Linked DNA regions of Mus musculus: regions 1 and 3 are each linked to region 2. Evidence: chromatin contacts called from public Hi-C data. All regions are on one chromosome and are shown on one strand. Each heading gives the region's core, a stretch centred on a gene start, on an enhancer-like site or on the middle of the called end of the contact. The rest is flanking DNA. Distances are from core to core; before and after follow the strand shown.

Region 1 (3,343 bases), core at 10-2,509, 1.4 Mb before region 2:
ACAAATGGATTTTCCCGGAACCGGTACTACAGGTGAGGATGAACTGCTGATGTGGATGCTGGAAATTGAACTGGGTCTCAGCGCACTGTGTGCTCTTAATTGCTGAGCTATCTTTCTAGCCTAGATCCAGTTTCTTCTGTTGGACCAAGGAAGTCAGCTTCCCATAGCCTCTTGCTGCTGTTGAGCTCTTCAAACTCTCCTGGCACAGACAGGGCTTTCTTCCCTCTTCCTGGCTAATGCAGACATGAGCTTCCCACTGGCACTGTAACAAGTTGCAGCATATACCAGTTGCAGAAGCTCACGTGTACTCTCTTCCAGTTCCAGATGCCCACGCTTGCAGTAGTTTCATGGTGTCCACAGGGCTGTGCTCCTTCTGGGATTTGAGGAAGAATCCTCTTTTCCTCACCCAGCTTTACTAAAGCCTGTATGCTGAGACCAGGCTGCACTCTGGAATAGTCACTGTGCCATGATGCCATGGTGGTCTCTGAGAGTTCCTGAGACACCACCCTGACACAGAGCTGGATCCCGGATTGCTCCTCTGGGTTCAATCCACAATTGGATGTTGACTCTGTACAGGTTTCTTTTCCCCTCCCAGTGGGCATGGAGTCAGGGGATGTGACCACTGGAGGTCTGTATCATGAAGCCTTCCATGATGGAGCGCCACCTTCCACGGCCCCCAGGAGCACCTACAGCAAAGTACACTAAGCCTTCCTTTTCTGTACTGGGAACCTGACACACACTTCCCATTCCTTTTCCAGCCCATGTCATATTTATTGGCGTGAATCAAACCGATTGGCTTCACATCTACTGTCCTGGGCTGGAATCTGGTCTCACCCGAAAAGTGTAGCCGTTGAGAGTCCTAAGAGAAGAGATGAGGCCAAGATTGGCTAAGATAGGACAGGGGTTGTGGATCATCTCGGCTGCATCAAGGGGAGATGGGAAGAAGGCTGATTCCTGGTGACTGGGGAGGAGAGGTGCTGATTCCGAACGCGTAGAGGGGCGGAAGCAGCAGGATGGAGCCTCAAACACATCCCAAGCACTAGCGGGCCAGGGTCTCCACTGCCCGACCTTGCTCCGCTGACAGCGGGTCACTGCGGCCGGGAGAGGGGCGGGGCTCGGAAGCGAGAGGAGGAGGAGCCCGAGAGGGGACGGGGCGGAGCCATGTTTGTGAGCGCGATAGAGCGCCCAAGCAAGGAGGGGGCGGAGCTTAAGGGCGTGGTTGCGCGGGGGCCTACGGGCTGGGCTTTGGGCGGGGCTCAGGGCGGGCCCCGGTGCGCCGCTGCGTTCCACGCTTCCGGCCCGGTGCTCAACCAGCTGCTCGCACCTTCCGCCCAGCGCCGGCTTTCCGCGCGACGATCGCCAAGTTCCATCTTCGCGTGGCCTCTGCGGCGCCCGAGCCCGCAATGTCGGGCCCCAACGGGGACCTAGGCATGCCGGTGGATGCGGGCACGGAAGGAGAGAATGACAGCTTCGGGGAAGCAGGTGACCTGGGGTGGGTTGGTGTTGCTGAGGCGACCTTTGCATTGCCGGGAGTACTGTCCGAGGGTCTGGAATCGGGCGGGGATGTGGGGCGTGGGAGGGACTAAGGAGATGTCTCACTCTGCCTGAGTGGCTCTGGAGTTGTCCCCACAGCCACCTCGGAGGCGATGGCGAGCAATAGCGAACGGAGCGCTGCAGTGCTGGAGAACTATCGCTAACCAGCCCTGCTGTCGCATAGGGAAACTGAGGCAGCTTCAGAGACGCTTGTGGGTTTGGGATTTGCTTCAGACACTTTCCTCGCTGAAGAGGGGGCGGGTCCTGCATGGCTCTGCAGGAGGTGTTGGCCGGGTGGGCGCCCCACTATGCTGAGTCAGCACCCCAGCCACCTGGTTTTGCTGGTGTGACCTGCTTATTGAGTACTGTGTTTGGGTGCACAGCACTGCAGAAGGACCTCAGGGGACTCATCAGCCCACATACTGTTTTTGCACGTTTGGGAACCTCAGTTTTCCCATCAGCAATATTGGGCACATTGGTGTCTTCTGTATTGAGGTGTAGTGGGATTTAAGGGGAAATGGGATAGAAATGGTGAGACTCCAGAGTACAATTTCCTTCTGAAAGCGGGTTTTTGTTTTTGTTTTGTTTTGTCTGAGTGTAGTCAAGTCTGGTGTGGTGCCTTACCTAGAGGGCAGGCAGGACTTTACTGTGCAATAAGGATGGGGTATGCTTTTGCTTTGTTATAAAAACTTTATTAAGCTGTAGGTCACACTGTAGGTTGTACCATTTAAAATGTACAGTTCTGCAGTTTCATATATTCACAGCATAGCCATTGTCACAACAGACTCAGAATATTTTCAGCACCTGGGTTCTGCTCTTTAATAAAGGTTGCCATCCACCTGGAGGTAGGCGGTGGGACACTAGTGTTGGGGAACAGTGACTGCTGGCAGCCATGGTGAACATAAGGGAATTTAGTGAGGAGGTGGCGTAACTCTGAGTGACACTGAGATGGTGGGGAGGAGGCTGTCCCAGGACATTAGCTAGGAAGTACCCTGGACATAGGTGGAACCTGCAGACCTCTCCTGGCCCTTCTGCTAGCCTCCCACGGCATGCAAGGATGAATCACTAAGTCCACTAAGTACCTGCCGTGGCCAGACCCCGACTGAGCTCTCAGTGTGCTGGAACCCTCAGAGTCTCCTACCCCATTCTAAGGAGTGGCTGGGCTAGAGCAGATCTGGCACTCAGATCTGTGACCTCCAAGTCTGAGTTTTGGCTCTGTCACCAAATGCCATGAAGATGGACTTTAAGATCTAGCAGCCTTCAGAGGCTCTAGCCTCTGTGAAGGACACCCTTTCGGGGTCATGAGAACCATTGCCAAGAGGCAGCACATTTACACTCATGCCCCAGTCGCCTTCCCTGGACCTCTTCCTTAAATCCACCAACTACTTCCCTTTGTTCCCAAGTTGGCAGCTGAGTGTTTCTGAGTCATGGGCTGGCTCGGAAGTGAGTCCCGCAGTGGGCATGGACCCAGACCTTGGGTCCTAAGGGGACACAGCATTGCCAAGAGGCAGGTCAAAGAAGCTGTAGAGGAAGGAGACCGGGGAAGACTTCTTGGAGGAGGAGGTATTCTGAGCCGGTCCTTGAAGGGTTGTTGGGGCCGATGAACTCTAGGTGTTGACAGTGGAGCAAAAGCAGGGACTGGAAAGCCAGAGCTTCATTCATTCATGCTTTCACTCATTCATTCAGTAAGTACTTATTTGTGTCATCGAGGGCGCTGGGGAGACAGCAGAGAACACAAGACCTGTCACCTCTCCCACAGCTTTATAGTTGAGTGTGAGTATGGGGCGAGCACAGACCAGCACCCGAATGA
Region 2 (3,195 bases), core at 422-2,921:
GAGCCTGTGAGAATTGTACACCCAAGTCCCTGGATTCATGCAGCAGTTCCCAAGGTGCCTCTTTTTCAGCCAACAGAGACATGGTGTCCAATGACTGCCATCGACATCTGAAGATGGTTGATCTAATCTCCAGTGGGGTCAAGACTTTTGATACTTAATGCCTCTTTGATCAAAGCTAAAAGGCTGTTTCAAGACATCCCGAGTTTTCTCTTTGTCCCAGTCTAAGGGGAATATGACAACTTCAGAAAAAAAAATGTTCTGGAAAAAAGCCAAGGCATGGCAGACATGCCCTCCCTGCTTCAGAATAGTCTTCTGGAAAAAGTGTCCATCAGCCCCTCCCCCAGCCCATAAGCTGGCACACCAGCTGCAGCAGCAGCAGGGAAGACCCACAGAGGCCCGCTGTCCCTGAAGCACACCCTGCAGCTGTGAAAGCTCTGTCCCCAACCCAGCCTCACCTCCCAGCTGCAGAACTTGAAGTACGGGTTACTTCTCTTACGCCTCGGTAGCCTCGTTTTTTGAAAGAGAGACCCAACTGCATCTACTTCGTGGGATTTGATGGAAGGCTTCTAGAAGAGACTGCTTACCCCAGTGCCTGCCACAGTTAAGTGTCGAGTAAGAAGCGCTGTGCTCCAGAGGAAACTAGTAATTAAGGAGTCCCTAAAAGTCCCATGTGAGCTATTACGCATGCACTTATCCATCTTATAAGTGTTTATAGACACCTTTAAAAACTAACTACCGTCGCAACATCTCGGGGGTGTAAGGTGCTTATGGCAGAGCGACAGTCCTCCAGGCCAAACGAGTCCTCCCAAGCTCTCAAAGAGCAGTCCCTGGCCTCTGAACGTCAGTGGTACCTCTCCTAGGGACGAATGGCTGCAGGCCAACCTGGTATGGACAGTCAGCACCGGGACTGATATTCACCCCCGGCAAGGTGATCAGCTTTTGTGAGTGAGGAATAAATGTGCACGTCCGAGCCCTGGAGCCCGAGTGGCCTCCTGCTGGCCTTCCAAGCGACGTGCGGCCTGCTCAAAAGCCAGAGCCGTGGGGGTTCGGGGCGGGCACGGGAGTCGGTGATGGGATGATAGGCGGCGGGGACCTCTTACCAGGTCCTGGCCGCCCCGCAAAGCCAGGCCTCCCCTGCTCCCAGCGGCTGGACGATGATCCCCGCTCTAGCGGCCCAGCCCCCGGCAGCAGGCAGCAGCCGTCAGAAACTCACCTGCCGTCGCAACCGCGCCGCCTGTCAGTCAAGCTAGCCCACCGCGGCGCTGCCTAGAGTCTTGTGGCTCTGCCTGCCACGCCCCGCCTCCTCACCGTCAGACGTCCAATCGGGAGAGCCTATGCCAGGAGCGGGGGCGGTGTCACAGGTCACAGCCTACTAGAGGGCGGTACCGGGCACGCCGGAGGCGTGGCCGTGCGAGTGGTGAGTGCCCAAGCATGCCGGGAGTCGGGGGAGTGGCCGTGCTGCTGGGGTTTCACCGTGTGGTTCGAAGGCCGTCCTGTTGAGCGGTGAGCATGGTTACTCGATGGGCGTGGTCGAGGGTGTGGCCACGCGGCAATACCTGCCCTTGCTTTTCGGAGTTCGGAGTGGTTGCCTGCCCTGCTGAGGCGGGGCCCTACGGGCTTGGGGTGTGGCCTGGCAAGGCGGAGGCGGGTCTGAGTGCAGCCGACGCTCTGACGACACTTCTGCGCGCCGGAAGAGAGAGGTTCCCTGGACTACGCGTCTGGTAACGCAGCGCCAAGGGTCTGGTTCCGCTATGCGGATTACTGGGAAAACATTCCGCCGGCGCCGGGCTGACTCGGAGTCGGAGGAGGATGAACAAGAATCAGAGGAGGTTCGGTACGTGTTGCTGAGACAGGCTTGGGACTGGATACCGGCCAGCGCCACGCAGAGGCTCCTAGGGATAAGGCCACATCGCGGCTGGGAGAGGTGCCCCGGGGTCGCATGGGTCTGACTGCCGATGACCACTGGATCAGGGACTCGGCAAAGGGACATGTCCTTAGAACGGAGTTTGGCTTTTGAGTTCCGCAGGTCTCAACCTGTGCGTCACTTTTTATTCCTTTTTTTCCCCCAGGCTAAAACTGGAAGAAACCCGAGAGGTGCAGAACTTGCGGAAGAGGCCAAATGGGGTGAGGTGGGTACCACGGGGGTGGTCGCGGCGTCATTGATTTCCAGCTAAAACAAAAATTTCCAGCTAGGGTCGCAGTCACAAATCCCTCCTTTGACATACAGTTCTACTGATCATAGAGGGAACTAAGGTTCTTTATAAATGTTTGTCACATGCCCTGAACCTGATGGTCTATGGGTCTGCTCCAAGTCACTAACTGTAAATTTTAGCTGGACTGATGAATTGTGATTGACAACGTGTTAAGAGATAAGAATTTGGGAAACTTAGGTTAAAAAGTATAATAAATAAACAATAGCCTGGTTTGGTGCAATCCTATCACAGGGAGTTTGAGGGCAACCTAGGCTTCATAAGAAGAATAAAGAAAAAGAAAAAAACTTGAGGTAGAGAGACAGCATTTATAATAATATTTCCATTTATTTCCCACCTATTTCTTTTTTAGTTTATCCCATGCTTTTAAAGAGTTAAATCATCATATTACTGTGAGCCTCTGACCATGGTGTGTGTTTTCCAGAAAACCTTTTTAGAAGGCTGCGTCGTGTGCATTGCCAGGGGTGTGCACTATAACTTGCTACCAGATTGACTGGGATTGTGTGCTGCCTCACACCTAGACTCCCAGACTTGAGAAACTGAAACAGTGGGATTACCATGAGTTTGGTGCCAGCCGGGCCTGCAGAGTGAAACTGGTCTCAGCATCAACAAGGCCCATCCTAGTGCCATAGCACTGTAGTCCCAGCTGTGTGGGAAGATCACAGGTTTAAGGCCTGACTGAGCAACTATGAGACCTGGGTCATAAAGTAAACAAGAAATGGTGGGGATAGCTCAGTGCTGGTGTGCTTACTCAGTCCCTGTCAAGCCTTGGCTTCAGGTTTTAGGGTCATTTTGATAAATTTTCCTCTGGCATATGTCTTCTGATACAGATCCCTTGACTGGCAGAACCTTACTCTGTGATTTCCAGAATATCAAATGGCTTTGCAGGAGCGTGCGCCAACTGCTTCATTGCCTCTCACCCGACCCCCCATTTCACCATTCACAGCGAGCAGAGCACTGGGTTCTTCTTTGGCTTTTGTAACTA
Region 3 (3,543 bases), core at 192-2,691, 1.5 Mb before region 2:
GTTTTATTGGCAGTTTAGAAGACTCCTAAAGCTTAGCCTCCTGATTTTGATTCGTGTTCTCGGTTTCGAGTCGTCAGCCCGTTAAATTTTCATTTTATTCAATGGTGCTGTGTTTTCTAACTTCAGTCCACAGTTACCCTCATATACATTTCATTTCCACTGTTAGCTACGATCTCTCCTTACACAACGCTCCTCTCAGCCTCATCATTCCGCAGTCTAAATAGAGCTTCTGAATGGGAATTGGACACAAGGCTTTCTGCTTGCCTATTACCCAGCTTCAGCCAATCCCCGGCTCCCTCAGTTTGAATCGCCTTCGAGCTGGCACGGTGACTCCGCCCCCTCATTGATCCCGGAGCCGACATACCGGCCTATGATTGGTCGGCAGTGCGCCAGAGGGCGCGGTCAGCGCCTCTGCGCGCCGCGGGGCGGGGCTCCCGGAAGCGGCCCCTCCCTCCAGTCGGCCGGCTTCTCGGAGCCCGCGCTCGCTGTCTGAGGAAAGCCGGCGTGCTTCCGCGCTCGGGTCGCTCTCCTGCCGCCTTCAGCCCGGCGTCCGGCGCCCCCGCCTCGCGCCCGATGGTGAGCAGTGTGTTGTGCCGCTGCGTGGCCTCCCCGCCGCCGGACGCCGCCGCCACCGCCTCGTCGTCCGCCTCGTCGCCGGCTTCTGTAGGGGACCCGTGCGGCGGCGCCGTCTGTGGCGGCCCGGACCACCAGCTACGCCTGTGGAGCCTCTTCCAGACACTCGACGTCAACCGCGACGGCGGCCTGTGTGTCAACGACCTGGCGGTGGGGCTGCGGCGCCTGGGACTGCACCGCACGGAGGGCGAGCTCCGGGTAAGTCTGCGTGCGCCGTCCGCGCGGGCGGGGAGGATCCGGGAGGTCTTGAGGAGAGAGACCGACGCCAAGGGGACGGGTCGGGACCGCAGGACTTCTCGGGCTGCTTTCTGTAGCCTGTCAGGTTTCGACGGACGCTGCTAGAGCTGAGCGGAACCCCTGGTGTTGGGGGGGATAGTGTCCCTCCACTGACAGATGGAAAGGAAATTCACACCTTGTTAGTGTGGGGCTCCTCAGGTGGGAGATGGGGCCGTGAGAAAAGCTCGTCGTGGCTACAGATGGGCACCCTTGGGTCTCTTTGATGGACAGAAAGCCCCCTCTACTTCCCTCTAGATAGAAGGACAGATAGATCTCAAGATTGCCCTACGGACCTCAAGGCCAAGTTGGTGCCCATCCTCCCTCAACACCTAGGTTCCTATCCACCCATTCTCATTGGCACCCCTTGTCTGTCTGTCTGTCTCTCGCTCGCTCGCTCTTCTCCCCCCACTCTCGTTTCCATGCCACCGGTGCCTCTAATCTGGTTGCTCACAGAGACATGTGGGTGTTGGGGAAGAAAAAAATGGGAACTGGGGTTCTAGGCAGATCAGTGTGGATGTGGGTGATGAAGACTGAACAGTTCTTTCTCATGGCTTAGACCCAGCCCCCCACTGCTGTTTCAGAACACTGGGTCATGATCCCTTTGTCGAATTGGAGTGCGAATATGTTAAAGAATCTGAAGAAAGATTCTTTTTTTGTTTGTTCGGTTGGTTTTGGGGATTTTTTTTTTCTAGACAGTGTTTCTCAATGTAGTCCTGGCTGCCCTGGAACGCCCTCTGTAGACCAGGCTGGCCTCGGAATCAGAGATCCACCTGCCTCTGCCTCCTGAGTGCGCCGGGATTAAAGGCCTTTGCCACCATCGCTCAATTGGAACTTTTTTCAAAAAATGAAAGTTAGATACATCTAAGGATATTTGTTGGCTGGAAAGGGATGGGCCAAGACTGGGAGACAGGGGTGGAGAAATGGCCATTTCTGGGTCTGCAAGAAACAGAACTACTATCCTTCCTGCACAAGAAGCCCTGAGCAGTGGCTTTTTCTTCCCTTTCTGTTTCATGTTGGTTTTTCAGTTTGACTTTAACTGTGGCTTCCCTTTACCAAGTGTTTCATTATTGTGGCATAGACTGGCTTACAATCTGGGGTGATTCTAATGAGCAGTTTGCCTGATAACCAGTTTGTGGCCAAAATTAGTATTTGGTTCATTTGTATGTACAGTAATTACGAATTTCATAGCCAAATATGAAGAAAACCTGGTAAGGTGGCAGTGAATTATGCCAGTTTGTTACTTAGGTGGCCACATAAAGTGTCATGTCCAAGATAATCTTGGATCAACATCCAAGGTATTTAACCTACTTAGTATCAGCATAGGAAGCCCAAGGACAGCACCGAGCAAAGCAGAATCCTTGGGGTAAGCCCAGAGATTTAAAGATAAGGTTTCTCTCTGTAGCCAGGCTGGCCTTGGACTCACAATTCTCTTAGCTTAAAAACAAAACCAAAAAAATCCTTTTTTAAAAAAGCTAGTTTTAGTTGGGTGGTGGTGACAGTGGACTTTAATCTCAGTACCCAAGAGGCAGAAGCAGGTGGATCTCTGAAAGTTCGAGCTCAGCCTGGTCTACATGTCTACACAGAGAAACCCTGTCTCAAAACACCAAAAAAAAAAGAGAGAGAGAGAGAGAGAAAGAAAAAAGAAAGAAAGAAAAAGAGGAGGAGGGGGAGAGAAAGAGAGAAAAGAAAGTATAGTTTAATACAGAATAGTGTTATGAGCTGGATATTTCCCCATATATGTCTAATGAATAAGTCATTTTTTTCTGTCTGGTTTTATTTATTTATTTATTTATCCCCCCCCCCCCCCCCCCGCATCCCTCCCCTCAGACGGGGTTTCTCTGTGTAGCCCTGGCTGTCCTGGAACTCACTCTGTAGAACAGGCTGGCCTCAAACTCAGAAATCCACCTGCCTCTGCCTCCCAAGTGCTGGGATAAAAGACGTGCGCCACCACAGATATTTTTTTGTTTTTTTTTTTTGTTTTTTTTTTAGCTTGGGTCTGACTATGTAGTTCTGACTGTCCTAGAACACAGTGTCACTGTAGATAGACCAGGGTGGCCTCAGACTCATAGAGATATGCCTGCTTCTGTCTCCCTAGTGCTAGGATTTAAAGGTGTGTACCACTTCACCCAGTGTGAATCATTTTTTGAAGCTAGGATAGCTAAATTCAGAGGATGTGTGCCCGAGGGCACAGTGAAGCCTTGTGGGGCCAGGTGAACCTTTTTGCTCTCACCACAGTTTTCTGTGGTGCCAGGTACAATGAGGACAGCTGGCTGTGTATTCCATGTTCTATCCCTAGCTTTGTGACTCATGGGAGTCACAGTGTTCTGGCAATTCATAGCACATCTAGTATTGATCCTAATCCATTTTCTCTTTTGTAATGATTTTTGACTAAAGGCAAATAAGGAGAAAGTGGCCATCTCTGGTGCTAAGAGAGAACCTGTTTGAGACATTTTCTTGCTCTTAGCTCAGGCCCAGATCTCAGGAGGAAGCCTTGGCTGGCCTCAATCTCACAGCCATCCTCCTACCTCAGAGTCCTGTCTGTCGGCCCTACCCGCCCTCCACCCTGGGATTGTTGCTATGAACCACCTCCAGGTAAAGAAAACCTTTTGGTTACCCTAAAGGAGCATAACTCTC

What was found. Hi-C and Micro-C count contacts between places; a contact is called where the count stands out from the background.
Region 1: a contact with region 2 is called in a Hi-C map of peritoneal macrophages, with 7 times the contacts expected there. The contact joins the promoter of 1110008P14Rik here to the promoter of BC005624 in region 2. A contact is called at or near these places in 2 of 39 promoter capture datasets (liver and pre-B cells), 1 of 484 Hi-C or Micro-C datasets (peritoneal macrophages), 1 of 115 datasets of contacts at active chromatin or transcription factors (astrocytes) and 2 of 9 other capture datasets (adipose tissue and liver).
Region 3: a contact with region 2 is called in a Hi-C map of B cells, with 7 read pairs. The contact joins the promoter of Naif1 here to the promoter of BC005624 in region 2. A contact is called at or near these places in 1 of 39 promoter capture datasets (pre-B cells), 1 of 484 Hi-C or Micro-C datasets (B cells) and 1 of 9 other capture datasets (adipose tissue).

Annotation. Positions count from the first base shown.
Region 1 is chr2:32,379,831-32,383,173 of GRCm38.p6, reverse strand. 1110008P14Rik (RIKEN cDNA 1110008P14 gene) reads left to right here and starts at 1,259. Exons shown (of 2, transcript NM_198001.2): 1 at 1,259-1,482. The coding sequence starts at 1,404.
Region 2 is chr2:30,980,417-30,983,611 of GRCm38.p6, reverse strand. BC005624 (cDNA sequence BC005624) reads left to right here and starts at 1,671. Exons shown (of 9, transcript NM_144885.2): 1 at 1,671-1,834; 2 at 2,070-2,129. The coding sequence starts at 1,752. It overlaps Usp20 (ubiquitin specific peptidase 20), which reads right to left and starts at 1,333. Exons shown (of 25, transcript NM_028846.5): 1 at 1,214-1,333.
Region 3 is chr2:32,448,355-32,451,897 of GRCm38.p6, reverse strand. Naif1 (nuclear apoptosis inducing factor 1) reads right to left here and starts at 1,441. Exons shown (of 2, transcript NM_194335.2): 1 at 1-1,441. Slc25a25 (solute carrier family 25 (mitochondrial carrier, phosphate carrier), member 25) reads left to right here and starts at 428. Exons shown (of 10, transcript NM_001164357.1): 1 at 428-831. The coding sequence starts at 574.